Regions from separate parts of the Mus musculus genome. Here region 1 is linked to region 2. A link is a contact called in public HiChIP or PLAC-seq data. All regions are on one chromosome and are shown on one strand. Each heading gives the region's core, a stretch centred on a gene start, on an enhancer-like site or on the middle of the called end of the contact. The rest is flanking DNA. Distances are from core to core; before and after follow the strand shown.

Region 1 (7,402 bases), core at 2,737-5,236, 140 kb before region 2:
AGTTAAAATAATAATAATAATAAATCCATGGTTGCCAAGGACCTCAGGAAGATAAAGATTGCTTCTTCATCCTCTTTGAAGACATGAGAACAAAATGACAAAATTAAAGTACCATACCTTTGAAATTTTCTGTTAAAATTATGTTAAACGTTTCCTTATATTCATAGTCATAAGCATTCCCCCAAATTATAAAGGTTAAATATCACTTCAAATCTCTCATCTTAAAACCTAGCCATGATGGATTTTAATGTGAAAACCTATAATTATATTTCAAATGCTATAAAGAGAGAGAAATGCAGCCTTGTTTTCAATAAATATCAATTCTTTTCTCCTTCCTTTTTTTGAAGAATAGAGAGATGGCAGCAAGTTAAGCCACCTGTGATGTCGGTGTGAGAGCGAAGGCTGGGCAGGCACTGCTACCTCCCTTTAGCTTTGTTTCACAAGCACATTCTTGTAAAGGAGCCAAGTATTCTCAAAATGACAGTTTAATTCCCACAAATAAAGCAGAAACAAAATGAAGCAGGAATTGTTTTGTTTGGATCAAGTGATTTTGAGTCACCATGATGAAAAATCAAACAAATTTTAAAGTCATATATGGTAGCATTCACACTTGGGAAACTGAGGCAGGAGAATTTTAATTTCCAAGCCAATTATTATATACTATGTATATATTAATATTTATATATATAATTGGTTTAAGGAATCAACTTACAACCATAAAGTATCACTTTTATTCATGCATATTATTACTCCAACACATCTTTGCTGTGCAATGTAAGATATATTTAATAATACATTTTTGGCATAACCATGCTGCCTCAACTTTAGTCAAGAAACAACTGAAACAATCAACAAACAAAAATTTAACCCCCATAATATTACAATGGAATGAAAATTACCATAAACAATGAAGATTTGTGACAACACAAACCTTAAAAGAACACCTTAAGTGACAAAAGCCAGACACAAAGGCCCCATAGCTTAGGACTCCATTTCTTTAAAGATTTACTTTAGTTTTTATTTTATTTTTCATGCAATTAGCGTTTGCTTGTGTATATATGCATGGACTGTGTGTGCTTGTGTATGTGTGTGTGCACACATGCATAAGCACATGAGCACACATTTCTCTATCCACATGAAGGGAGGTACCTGCTAAGGCATAGGCGCTGGATTCCCTGTAACCTGAGTTACAGATGGTTATGAGCCACTATAGTGCTTGCCTTGGCTATATTTGCAATTTTTCACTTTTAATAATTGGAAGACTCCTGTGATTCGGCTATGGAACCAAAAAAGAAAAAGAAAAAGGCTGGGCACACCTTTAATCCCAGGGAGGCAGAGGCAGGTGAATCTAAGCTTAAAGCTATCTTGGTCTACAGAACAAGTTCCTGGACAGCTAGAGCTACACAAGGAAACCCTGTCTCAAAAACAAACAAACAAACAAACAAACAAACAAAAAAGTAAACCAAGTATCAGAAGTCATAAAATCGTTATATTTTTGTTTGGTTGGTTTGGTTTGGAGGTTTGTTTGGTTGGTTGGTTGGTTGGTTTTTGACCAGGCTGTCCTGGAACTCCGAGATCCACCTGTATCTGCCTCCCAAGTGCTGAGATTAAAGGCGTGCACCATCACTGCCCAGCTGTATTTTGTAACCTTACTCCTGGAATTCAAAGAAATGACTGGAATGAAAGAAGTCTAACTGCCTGAAGATTTTCAGTTCAATGTTACATCCGTAAACAATGAAAGGGAAAACTATCCAGCAACACAGAAGAATTCAGTAAAAATACAAATATTAGGGGTACTGTGCCCCAGCTACTAATTACTGTCACTATGAACAGAGAATAAGACAAGTGTTGAGATACATAAGCCTGACATAAACACACACACACACACACACACACACACCGATAATACAAGCACTAGAGAGTCAAGAGACAGAGTGCTCAAGTTCAAAGCCAGCCTTGGATACTTAGAGAGTTCAAGGCCAGCCTGGGATACAAAGTGAAATAAACTCTGACTCAAAACCAAAACCAAATAGATATACAAATAATTGACTAACATGGAAACACAGAAATAATATCAGAGAAGTACACACCAATTTCCCTTAAATTAAAATAAAAAGTCAATGTTAATTTTTTAAAAATAATTTACAGCTTGAAAGCATGCCTAATATGATTGTTGCTTGTTTCTGCCTCTTGCAATGATCGGATCAATCTCAGAAGGGAAAACATGCAGGAAAAGATAAAATGCAGCCTCCAGCACATGGCACAGTAATTTGTGCCAAAGCCATGTCTGTACAGAACTTCCAGAAACACAAGGAAACACATAGTATTTGGTCAAAAAGAACAGGTCACAGCCCCATTGTTATAGTTCACGCAGTTACTGTAATTAATGTTTTATCACTGACATAAGAACGCTTATTTTCAAAGAGAAGCCGATTCAGAGGGAAGAAGGAGCAACCTTTCCAAGAAGACACACTCAACACTGGCTAGGGCACTGCAAGAAGCTTATTTTGAGTCAGAGGGGTACGTTTATTTACTTGGTGCTATATATGTATGTTCGTATGTACGTATGTACGGACGTGTATATTCACTGGAGGCGGTATGCACATCCGCTGTATGCGTGGAGGTGAAAGACAACCTGCAGCTATTGGTTTCTCTTCCCAGCACATGGCTCCCTGGGATCAAACTCAGGTTGCCATCACGGCAATAAGGACCTTTACTCACTGAGCCACCTCTGCAGCCCTGTTCATTTGGTTTTAAAAGCCATGTGAAGTCGCAGAGGAAGAAAACTGGAATGTGGGTCTAAGATGTTTGTTGTAAGAACAGGAAGGCTGACCACAATTCAGAGTTGCCATTTGCGAAAACTCATGCTTACCTGAGGCTTACCTGGAGGAAATAGGCATACAAGGAGAAAAAAACGTGCCCTTCAAAGAAAAATGAACCATCTATAAAAAGAACAAAAATCCTTCTCAAAATCCCCAACACATAAGAAACTTCCCACAAAGCTGCTAGGATACTGAGCTAGTGGTGGGATTTAGAGGAAAGCTGACCGGTTTTCTATGCTTCAGTAAAGAACAAATGTGAATTGTTCCTCCAGTTTTATATTTTGCTGAACTCACTCAAAGCCCCAGACTGCTTTCTGGGAACAATACTACAAAGTTCCTTTTTACCCAGCCCTGCAAAATTAACCTTCAAACACTTTGACTCAGTAAGGATTGTCTATGCGTGCATCTGTGTGTGTGCACAGGGGTGTCACATGGAAGTCAGAGCTGACATCAAGTGTCTTCCTCTATTGTTCTTCAGGTTACATTTTGAGACAAGGTCTCTCACTGAAATAGAACTGACCAACTGGCTAGATTGGCTGGCCAGTGAGCCTCCTACCGTCACCCCTGAACCTATCTATCTGCACTCCCCCCACACACACACTACTGGAGCTACAGTCCTGCATTGCCAAGCCTGGCTTTTCTGTGGATCTGTATTCAAGGTCTATGCTTCCTTCCACAGCAAGCACTTTACCCAAGGACCCATCCTCCCGGCCCCCACAGAGAGGACTTAAGAAATAACAGGGCCAATGAGATGCCTCAGTGGATAAGTTACAACACAAGCCTCATGTCCTGAGTTTGAGCCCCAGAACATACATACATAAAGCAGGAAAGGGAAAACTGTGTCCACAAAGCTGTGTTCGTGTACATGTCTGTGCATGAACATGTGTGTTCCCATGTGTGGATCTGTCTGTGTATCGTACACAAACAATATTGAATTTTTTAATTAAAAAAATAACATTAAGGACTGTGGTATTGCTCGGGGCAGAGCAAGGGTCTATCATATGCCAGGGCCTGGGTTTTTCAGCCTGACCATAGCTATGCAACACTTGAAGGGGTTTCAAAAGTTCAGACCATTCCAGTCAGCCTCCTGTTCCTGTGGTCACTCTGCTGACAGGAAATGTACCAGTCAGGTCGGCTGGCTTTCTCACACAGGCATGCTCTGTCCCAGCTTCTGCATGAAGCCAGTGCAGGGTTCCCCACAATCTCTGAGAGGCAGCATACAGTCTCAGTGGATGTGGAACCTTCTTCGGGAGCCCCAGGCACATGTCTCTTTGAGTCCTTTCCCACCCTCCCTGAGGACATTCCAGCTGTAATACGGTTCTCAGAAGGTCACTCCTCATAACAGCCTAATATGCTTGTCAAGTTTTCTCATACCTAGAGTCTACTCTGGGCTGTCACGTTGAAATTGCTATGAGTTCTACCAATCTTCTATTAGACTCAATCTAATTTAGCTCGTCTGTGCTCACTAAATACACTGCCTTTTATCCTGGCATACTTTTAAGTCTATCAGTCTCTATCAGTCAAATATGAGTTATTTAAAACAAAATCATAGCCAATGACTTTTTTTTTTTGCATTATCAACTATTTTCGGGACACTTAAAAGAAGTTAGAATTGGCTAGTAACACAGATATCAATCTGAGCAATATTCTGTGAGAAAGCTAATCACACATAAACTATGCTGGCACTTAATACCATGTGGAGCAGACTAACATTTTCTAAAACAATCAACATGGAGGAGCTACACAATAAATTGTGGGGTTTTGTTGTTGTTGTTATTGTTTTGGTTTGGTTTTTTGTTTTTTGTTTTTGAGACGGGGTTTCTCTGTGTAGCTGTCCTAGAACTCACTCTGTAGAGCAGGATGGCCTCAAAACCAGAGATCCACCTGCCTCTGCTTCCCAAGTGCTAGGATTAAAGGCATGCGTCACCACTGCCTGGCAAAATGTGGTTATTTTAATTAAAGCAAAATAGGATTATACATGAAAAATAGAGTTTTATAAGCAAGGATCCTGCTGGTCTTTGCTGTCATGTAACATAACCATTCCTAATATAAGCAAATTAACAGCTGCTTCTCTATTCATGGTAATCATCAAAGTCAGTCACTCAAAGGAAGCCCCTGTCTGCCTGCCCCTTAGCCCCTGCCCCTTGCTGACCTCAGTGTCCCTGAACCATGCGCTCACTAACATGCACAGTTACCATACAGACATAGTTCACGTAATAGGAATATAGTGATGAAAAACTGCCTTCTTGTGGCAGAATGGAAAGATTAATAATACACAGCTGGATTATGTAAGTTCAAGAATAAGAAGTGCTGGGCTGGAGAGATGGCTTGGCAATTAAGAGCACTGGCTGCTCTTCCAGAACACTGTAATTCAATTCCCAGCACCCACATGGTGGCTCATAACCAGCTGTAACTCTAGTCCCAGTTTGCTTCACTCTTCTATGGGTACTACACATACACGGTACACAGACATACATGTAGCCAAAACACCCATACACATAAAAATAAATAGATAAAATGTTTTTAAGGGATAAGAAGTGTAAGCTTTATTGATGGGGAAGTCATCAGAATAGTTTTGCATATTCTGATTAATTCTAATGCAATTATAGGAAATAAAGGCTGAGTATTCTTTACCCAAAAGGCTCAGGACTACAAATATTCCAGAATTCACTTTGTCTCTATATTTGAAAATACCCATAAAAATCTTATGAAGGAGACTCAAGTGTAAATATAAATTCATGTGTCTTATCACCTAATACATACATAAAGGTTGCATTTTTAACTGCTACTCTTCACGTGAAATTAGATGTCAAATTTTCTACTCATGACCTCTTGTCCACATTTAAGATTTCAGATTTTGGAGTAGTTTGTTTGTTTTGATCAGGAGTGCTATGTGCTTAAAGCTTAGTTGGATATGGTAGCTCACACCTATAATCTTAGCACCCAAGACAATGAGGCAGAAGGATCATTCCAAGTTCCAGGCCAGTTACATATAACGGGGAGCCCTAAAACTTCTATTAAATGATGTGCTCCACAGTAAGTTTCAAGTCACCAAGCAAGAAATCTAAAATCCACACTTTCCTCTCTTCTCGTCTAGAACAGCTTATTTGCAGACCCTGAGCATTCCCTTGTGAAGCCATCCCTACAATTGTAGCCTTAGACATAAAACCTCTTCTAGCTGCTCCTACACAAACCCCCCAACTGCCACAGAGTACATGTTCTCTGCCTGTCAACCTCTCGTGCCTCACTACATCCCACTGAGCTCACTCAGGCCCTGCACACAGCAGCTGCACAATCTACTTCTGTCTGAGTGAACTAATGGCCCTAAGTCAGAGACTTGAGGCTCCACAGAAGACAGCAGGCTAGAACCTGGTGGTCAGTTATCCATAAGCACATGGCATTACTTCATAGTGAGCTTTTTCAAAGCAAGACAATGTCTCAAATGAAAAGGATAAAACTGTGCCTATTTGGAGACAAAGTTTGGCGGTGCAAGCCTTTATTTAATGCCAGCACTTGGGAGGCAGAAGCAGGCAGATCTCTGAGTTCGAGGCCAGCCTGGTCTACAGAGTGAGTTCCAGGACAGCCAGGGCTACACAGAGAAAGTCTGTCTTAAAAAACATAAAATAAATAAATACCTTCGTTCTGTCTGCAACTCCTCTGTAAGGTTAACGCTGCTGTGCTCTCCCCTGAAGTGGGCAATGCTACTTTATGATTACGTGACTTGTTTCACACTGATTGTGAGCAAGCGGAAAAAGTAAACACACCAAGTAAGCCCTGCAGCACCCTGATGAGATTCCTCAGGAGCATGCAGTGGGCAGTAAGTGCAGCCAGATGCTCTCTTGTAAATACTGACGCTGGCGTTTTGAATCTTTTGATCACTTCCTGCAGGTAGCTAAAACTTCAGAAATGGGATATAGCCTTGATACCACCGGGCTTAATTTCATTGGGCTGGGTAACAAAGAAACTTGGTATCTGGATAAGGACGTTATTATATTGTATTCTTGAAGAATCCTGGAGAGGGAAAAACTGTTGCTCAGAAAGACCACAAGGAAAACACAATTTTGTATAGACTAGAACAAAAATAGTGACCAAGGTGAGCACTGCACCACCCCAAGAGAAAAACAGACTGGAGATAAGAGTCTGGTGCACACTGGCCAAAGGACCAAAGGAAAATACAGGGAAAATGGAGCACGACCGCCATGCCTCTGGCTCTACAGATCAACGGACAACATACCAAAAGACTTAGATACCTTTAAGTGGCAGTTGGAGGCCAGACAGACAGACAGCCCAGCAGGTCAGTGCCGGCTGTGCAGGCCTCACAGCCCAAGCCCCATCTCCAGAGCCGCTGTAGGAGAAAACCTCTCCCTTGAAAGTTGTCCTCTGATGTCCACATGTATACTGTGGCAGCACAACTGCACACTTGCACATACCAAATAAGAGAATAAAAATAATCTGTTACTCAAAATAGTGTTCCTGCTCCATAAAATAAACACAGTCATCAGAAATGGCCCGCATCTCACAACCTAGCTGTCAGCATCCACAGTTAGTGCGATGGAGAAAACATTATAAACAGTTTCTAA
Region 2 (6,940 bases), core at 169-2,668:
ACTTTAATTAAATAGCATCACATCAGGGGCTAGAGAGATGGTTCCGTATTTGAAGAGTTCCTACTGCTCTTGCAGAGTTCAGTTTCCAGCACCCATGGAAGGTGGGGTGTCTTTCAACGGCATGTAACTCAGCTCCAAGGGATCTGACACCCTTTTCTGGCCTCTGAAAGCAACTGCACCCAGATAGATAGATCTTTAAATAACATCACATCATTTTAACCCTTCAGAATAAATAAGACTGATACATCACAGCTGGCTAGTTTATCCTTTAAGTCCCTGTTAATTTGTTGGTTTTTTTTTTCTCCTTTATTAGAGAACACAAAATTCCCATATCGTTTCCTACAGTGAGATCTTGCTGATGGTATCCCATAGTTTAGCAGATTCCTCTGTAGTTTGTAGTTTTCTATACATGAGCAGTTGTACTTCCAAGACTTGTCAGACTTGGATGTCTGTCTCTCTGTGTCCCCACCTCTCCCGTTGTGGTATGCATGTGCAGTGGTGTGTGTCTGTGTCTGATTTATACTCATGACCACTTGGCTTCTTTAGGAAAGTCATCTGGTCTGCTAATCCCTAATCCTGTAATCTTAATCTTAATTAGCAGTTCCTTTCACTTCCAGGCTCCACGGAGAAGCCAGGGCTCTTAGTCCATCCACCTGCTCGGCCCGTGCTCCAACTCTGTGCCACACCTCTAATCCCTAAACCTCGTAAGTGAAGAAATGATAGGCATTTTGAAATCAAATCTCCCCTGCCTCCCACAGGAAGTTGCGGGTGATCACTTCTGTGACACGGGAAGATGCATGATTGAGCAACCATTAGTGTAGGGAAACATCAGAACCACCAACTCCACCCCATCTCTCCCTTCCCTTTTCTTTACTGCATTGTTCAGACAAGTCTGAAATTCCACTGGGAGGCAAGGGCAGGCCCACCGGCTGGAGGATAACCTAGGCTAGGTAGTGAGAACCTACTTCAAGAAACAAAAGCAAACATATGGGGCGGGAGGGGTGAGGAGGGGCGAAGACGGGAGAGAGGGGAGAGAAAAGCAAAGAGAAAAAAAAAACTTTTTTAAAAATTAGATTTTAGTTGCCACACACTCCAAATCTCTGGAGGTTTTAGTTCCAGAAGGCAACCAAACAGGGCTCGACAGATAATTTGCTATTAAAAGTTAAGCGAAATATGGGCTCGTTGCCACTTAATCAAAGCCAGTGATCTTCCGAACTCAAGGAGAGGTAGCCACCCCATGTACTCCACCCACTGAGGCGCTAAAGCGAGAGCCTTATCCAGCCGCAAATCTTTCCTTCTCTTTTCACCTTTTCCCAGGCTTCGTGAGCCTACAAGGTTCTTGGCTGCCGACCCAGGTCCCGCCCATCGCCTCCCACGAGGGGCGTGGTCATTGCGGGGCGTGGCCTGAGGCCCCGCCTCTGCCCGCGTCCCCGCGGCTTATCGACTAGAGCCGGGCCTCGAGCTGCCGCCGTCCGGACACGAGCCGGAGGCAGAGCGGGTCCACAGGCCGCAGCCATGGGTAGCCGCGTGTCCCGAGAGGAGTTCGAATGGGTCTACACGGACCAGCCCCACGCCGCCCGGCGCAAGGAGATCTTAGGTGAAGACTGGACCCCGTTATGTGCGCGTGGCCGCGTGCGGGCCCTGAGCGGCCTCCCGTGCGCGCCGTGCGAGCGCGGCCTCCGCGGCCCCTTCCAGCCGCTCCGCTGCTTGGCCGCCGGCGCGGGCTCCGGGCGGGCGGGAGAACCGAGGGATGAGGGATCAGCGCGCCGCCGCTCGCTGCTAGCCCTTCGATGGTCATGTGTTGGAGGCCTCCGCCGGCCTGTGAGCTGAGGGTCCCCAGGTAGGGCGATCCGGACTCGCCCCTCCTGCTCCGACAGTCGAGGGTGACCCCCGCTCCTGGTGGAGCGGTAGGCTCGAGCCCGGACGCCTGCTTGGCTCAGGGCGTGGTCCAGGGGCATCCCCGGCCCCGGGAGCCTCAATCACGTGGTCCAGTCAGCTGCAGGCCTAGCGGGGGACCAGGTTCGGGTGACCCTAGGCTTCCCAGACCGGATGGCTCCTGTGAGTTTTTATTCCAGTGATCTGCGGGACCGGCTGCATAGGAAAGGCGCGCAGCTTAGCCTCCCGGACCTTAGGACAGGCTAGGCCTGATTTAGGAGAGTATGGGGGGCGGAGGGGGGGTTTCCACGTGAGATAGAGAGGTCTCTTATCCCACGTAGGCTGCTCTTAAGAATAAGGACAAATTGTTGGGTATGAGCTTTGCATATATGAACCAGTTCAATTTTTCCTTTCCAGTACTTTGCCTGAGCCGGCATTTTAAAAGATGAAGTAATGTTTAAGAAGATTCCAACATCTTCATAATTAGACTGCAGCCAAAGAGTCTGCCTTTTTTCTTTTCTTGGTGCTAGATATAGAAAGTTGTTTTAGTTTGTTTGTTTTGATTTAATTGAGAGAATCAATGAAAGGCCTTTTAATATGAGGAACTGCCTCATATCCACCATTTTCACACTCTTTCTTAAAAATATTTGCCTAATGGGGGAGGGGGCGGCGAGGCCCTGGTTTCTGCAGTAGTTGCTAAACTTAGACATTACTTGTTTCGCAAATCAGAGTGACTAGCTGCCGTTCAAATGGACTTTATTTTTCTAGTGGAATTCACGTTCAGGGGATCCCTGGTGCTAGTAAGTTCTCTACCATTGAGCTGCACCCCTGACTTCTGACCTGGAACTTAAATTGAGTGAGCCTCAGTCATTATCACCAGCTGTGCTGTCAGGTGCTTTGGGCTCTGGGGTTTCCGTATAGTCATTGCCTCTGCCTCATTACGGTGATAAATGTCTGCTGCTCCAGGGAGGGAGGGAGGCCTTTGGCTGCTGGCTTATCGGTGCTCACCGGTGCTTTTGGGTGTGTGGGGAGGGGGGAAGGGGGAGGTGTCTGGTGAAATCATGCCAGAGGGGTTTGAAGGAAAAAAGCTGATCCCCCTCATGTCAGCCTGGAAGCTGGGGGGCAAATGGAAACGTCCTTTGGGGCCTGCTTTCAGTGCACACCTCCTCCTATGCCTTTTATTCTGAGTCCTTTGAGGGGTTAATATGTTGATAAGGTCAGAACATTCAGGATCCTCACTGTGACCAGATCTGCCAGCTGGGGTCCAACCCTTTAATATGTGCGGTGATACCACATTTTGCTTAACATTCCTTTGATAGACATTTGAGCTGATACCCCCTCTCAGCTGTTTTTAATAGTGTTCCTTTGAATGTTCATGTACAGGGCATGGATTCGTTTTCGTTTGGGGGTTGCTGGCCGTTCTTTCTTTAGCATTTTGGTTGAATGTCAGACAGTCTAAACCATTTTACATACTCATCAGGCAGTGTATGAAGATTCTGGTTTCTCCACAACCTAGTTGTTACCTGCCTTTGGGTACGTGGGCGTGTGGGTGTGCCCCCACAAGTGCATGTGCGTGCACACACGCCACAGTGTGCACTGTGGCTGTCAGGAGTGTGCTGTCTTTCCATCTCGTCCTCTCTTGTTTCTGCCTCTGCTGGGCATGCCAGGCTCGCTGGCTTGAAAGCTCACGTGGCTAAGCTCTTGCTCGTCTCAGCACTTAACCTCTCCTCTGGTGATATGAGGCCCTTAGACTATTGGGTTTGGGGAGTTTGTTTTTGCCTTGTTTCCTTTTCTGAGACAGGATCTTACCATGTAGTCCAGACTGGCCTGGAATTTACTAACTACCTCAGCCTCCTGAGGGCTGAGGTTATGTGTGTCACGATGCCCAGGTGTTTTTTTTAAAGTGTGGTGAAGATTCAAAACAGAATTCCCTGGAGGAAGCTTGGTCCAAAAGAACCGTGGAAATGAGAGTTTTTGTGATTTAGAGATCCTATGGAACAAATGTTACGTTCTTTCCTGTGTCAGCTGAGCTAACTTCATGGTTATATACGGTAAACGTGCCAGAGCTTGGCTTACAGAGATGGCTCAGTGGCTAAGGGCACAAGAGCACTTGTTGGCTCTGGCAGAGGACACAGGCTCAGTTCCCAGTGGTACATGGTTGCGCACAACTAACTGTAACCAGCTCTAGGGGGATTCCATTCCCTCTTCCGATCTCTGCAGGCACCAAAGCACCACATGGCTCACAAACATACATGCAGGCAGAACACTCAAACATATAAAGTAAATAAATAATCAAATAAATCTTAAAAGAAAATATGTGCAGGCTTTGTCTAAACGTAAACGTAATTCTTTTAGTGTAAAAGAATGTGGACTGTCCAGATTAATTCTTCGTGCATAAACTGTTGTATCATGCTATTTTGTGACTTCATTACCAGAACATAGTCTTTCCCTTTAGAAAATAAATATCTCATAAAGTCTGTCAGGGGGAGAATTATAACTTAGAAAAGGGAAAAATCTAATTGCATTAATCTGAGTGTATTAATTATAGTTGCTGAACTATGGTTTGCTTTTCTTTCTCATTTCCTTTATTTATTTATTTATTTATTTATTTATTTTTTCTTGCAGCAAAGTATCCAGAGATCAAGTCCTTGATGAAACCTGACCACAATCTGATCTGGATTGTAGCCATGATGCTTCTCGTCCAGCTGGCTTCATTTTACTTAGTCAAAGATTTGGACTGGAAATGGGTCATATTTTGGTCCTATGTCTTTGGCAGCTGCCTTAACCACTCCATGACTCTGGCTATCCATGAGATTTCCCACAATTTCCCCTTTGGCCACCACAAGGCCCTGTGGAACCGCTGGTTTGGAATGTTTGCTAACCTCTCTCTCGGAGTGCCATACTCGATTTCCTTTAAGAGATACCACATGGATCACCACCGGTACCTCGGAGCGGATAAGATTGATGTAGATATTCCCACCGATTTCGAGGGCTGGTTCTTCTGCACCACTTTCAGGAAATTTGTCTGGGTTATCCTTCAGCCTCTCTTTTATGCTTTTAGACCCCTGTTCATCAATCCCAAACCCATTACCTATCTGGAAATCATCAATACTGTGATCCAGATCACCTTTGACATTATCATTTATTATGTGTTTGGAGTGAAATCTTTAGTCTACATGTTGGCAGCCACCTTGCTTGGCCTGGGTTTGCACCCAATTTCTGGGCATTTTATAGCCGAACATTACATGTTCTTGAAGGGACACGAAACCTACTCCTATTATGGGCCTCTGAACTTGCTCACCTTCAATGTGGGCTATCATAACGAGCACCATGACTTCCCCAACGTTCCTGGGAAAAACCTGCCCATGGTAAGTAAAGGACTTGATGTTTTTGTTCCTGATGATGATGCCATCAGGTAGTCTTGGCTTGCTTATTGTAAAAGGAATCTAATACGGTTCATGAGATTTCCCAAAAAGGAGGACATAGATCCTTTGTCTACAGCCTACCTTTGCTAAGGATGCAGCGTCTTCTGTTTTGGATCTTTAGTGTTACGCTCAGAGGTGGTGTGGGATATGCGCTGGCTCTTACCTGGTTAACTACGTCAGAAGGTGAAAACAGCTTCTCCGAGCAGGAAGCATCAGCTCGTGGAGCATTCGTCACGGTTAAACTGTTGGAGTTGGTTAAGGCCAGTTGCTCTCATGACACACAGGTCAGGCAGGTGACCTGCATAACTGACCTGTAGGGTGGACAGCCTCCCCGGCAGGCGCTCTCTCTGGACGGTAGGCTTGTCACGTCTTCTGTGTGGAGGAAACAGAAGACGACATTTCAACTACATTCTTTTCATCTGAACAAAAAAAAAAAAAAAAAGAATTTTAAAAATTGGAAATACATATAAAAAAGAATAGTTTTCTATCCTTTTTTTTTAAGCTATGATGTATATGAAAGGGAACCCTGACAGACACTTTACGCTAGCCCACCCACTCAAAGCTTTACACACTGACTGCTGAGAAAGCACATACAACATGATAAGGAATTGCGGTATGTGACGGTTGCTTTGGGGCTGGTTAAGAAAAGACTATAAACTACTCGGGTAATCCCTACCATAAATACAGTCTATGTTGCAGTATCTGGAGTTGACATGGAGGGCTGAGTCGGTCCATACTCGGGAAGAAAGCAGAGTGGCGTGTTCCGTGTGCACTTTACGTGTAGAGTGAGTGTGTCGCAGGGCCAACTGGGAAGTTTGAGAGTTCCTTTTGCTGTCCTCTCAGCCTTCAAGATTGGGAGAATGCAGTGTGCAAGTGTCTGGAGACAGCTTTGAACTGTGGTGCAAGGTGATGTTGGTCCCCAGCCCCTTGGTGTCATTCTGCCGGTAGGAAGGCTAACAGTCCAGCCGCCCACGCTTCCCTCTTCTGTGACTAGGGAACACAGTTGTTGTTATGTTCGTGTGATTTAAGGAGAAGAATCAGCACATCAGTGAGTGCTCACTCCTAAGAGCTCCTCCACGCTGCCTCCTCCCCTGGGTTACGTCGATAGACTGTAGACAGCGCTAGTGCTGGAGAGCCCTGCCTTTCCTGTTCTTTCTAAGATGTCTGCCTATGAGGAACTCTGTTTATTCAGTAACTACCTGGCATTTATTACACAGTCCCTATGTAGTTTCAATATTTTAATTTTTAAAAGGGTTTTGTGTATTATTAGTGAATTTTGCTGCTCACAGACATTTTATTTTATGTGTATGCAGGTTTGCAAATCTGTATGTGTACCATGTGCATGCCTGGTGCCCTCAGAAGCCAAGAGAGAGTGCTGGAGCATCTGGAACTGGAATTATGGGGGTTGGGAGGCGCCATGTAGGTGCTGGGAGCCAAACACAGGTCTTCAGGGAGCGCACAAGTGCTCTTAGCTGCTGAGCCAGCTCGCCAGCACTGCGAAACATTTTCTCGCGTGCATTTTTCAGTTACTTTACAACACTGTAAGACTCACAGACATCCTGTGTCAATATGTGAAGTGGGCACACGGCTGTCACCTTCCCTAGGTTCTCTAATTCTTAGCATTAAGGATTTGATTGCGT

The links. HiChIP or PLAC-seq counts read pairs in DNA pulled down with a chosen protein or histone mark.
Region 1: a contact with region 2 is called in an H3K4me3 HiChIP or PLAC-seq map of the SCID.adh cell line, with 11 read pairs. The contact joins the enhancer-like site here to the promoter of Degs1 in region 2. A contact is called at or near these places in 1 of 39 promoter capture datasets (the C10 cell line), 9 of 484 Hi-C or Micro-C datasets (CD8 T cells, the G1E-ER4 cell line, LSK cells and 4 more), 7 of 115 datasets of contacts at active chromatin or transcription factors (the 230-238 cell line, the SCID.adh cell line, bone marrow-derived macrophages and 3 more) and 1 of 9 other capture datasets (adipose tissue).

The regions. Positions count from the first base shown.
Region 1 is chr1:182,417,470-182,424,871 of GRCm38.p6, reverse strand. All of the region lies in intron 1 of Trp53bp2 (transformation related protein 53 binding protein 2), which reads right to left. Among named protein-coding and RNA genes, the nearest start is that of Trp53bp2, 12 kb to the right of the region's middle. Within about 2 kb of position 3,986, at least 18 of the 459 cell types and tissues checked have an H3K27ac peak or open chromatin away from gene starts, as enhancers often do. A contact at or near this core is called in the SCID.adh cell line, where this site is marked.
Region 2 is chr1:182,277,279-182,284,218 of GRCm38.p6, reverse strand. It overlaps Degs1 (delta(4)-desaturase, sphingolipid 1), which reads left to right and starts at 1,418. Exons shown (of 3, transcript NM_007853.5): 1 at 1,418-1,597; 2 at 4,501-5,243. The coding sequence starts at 1,516.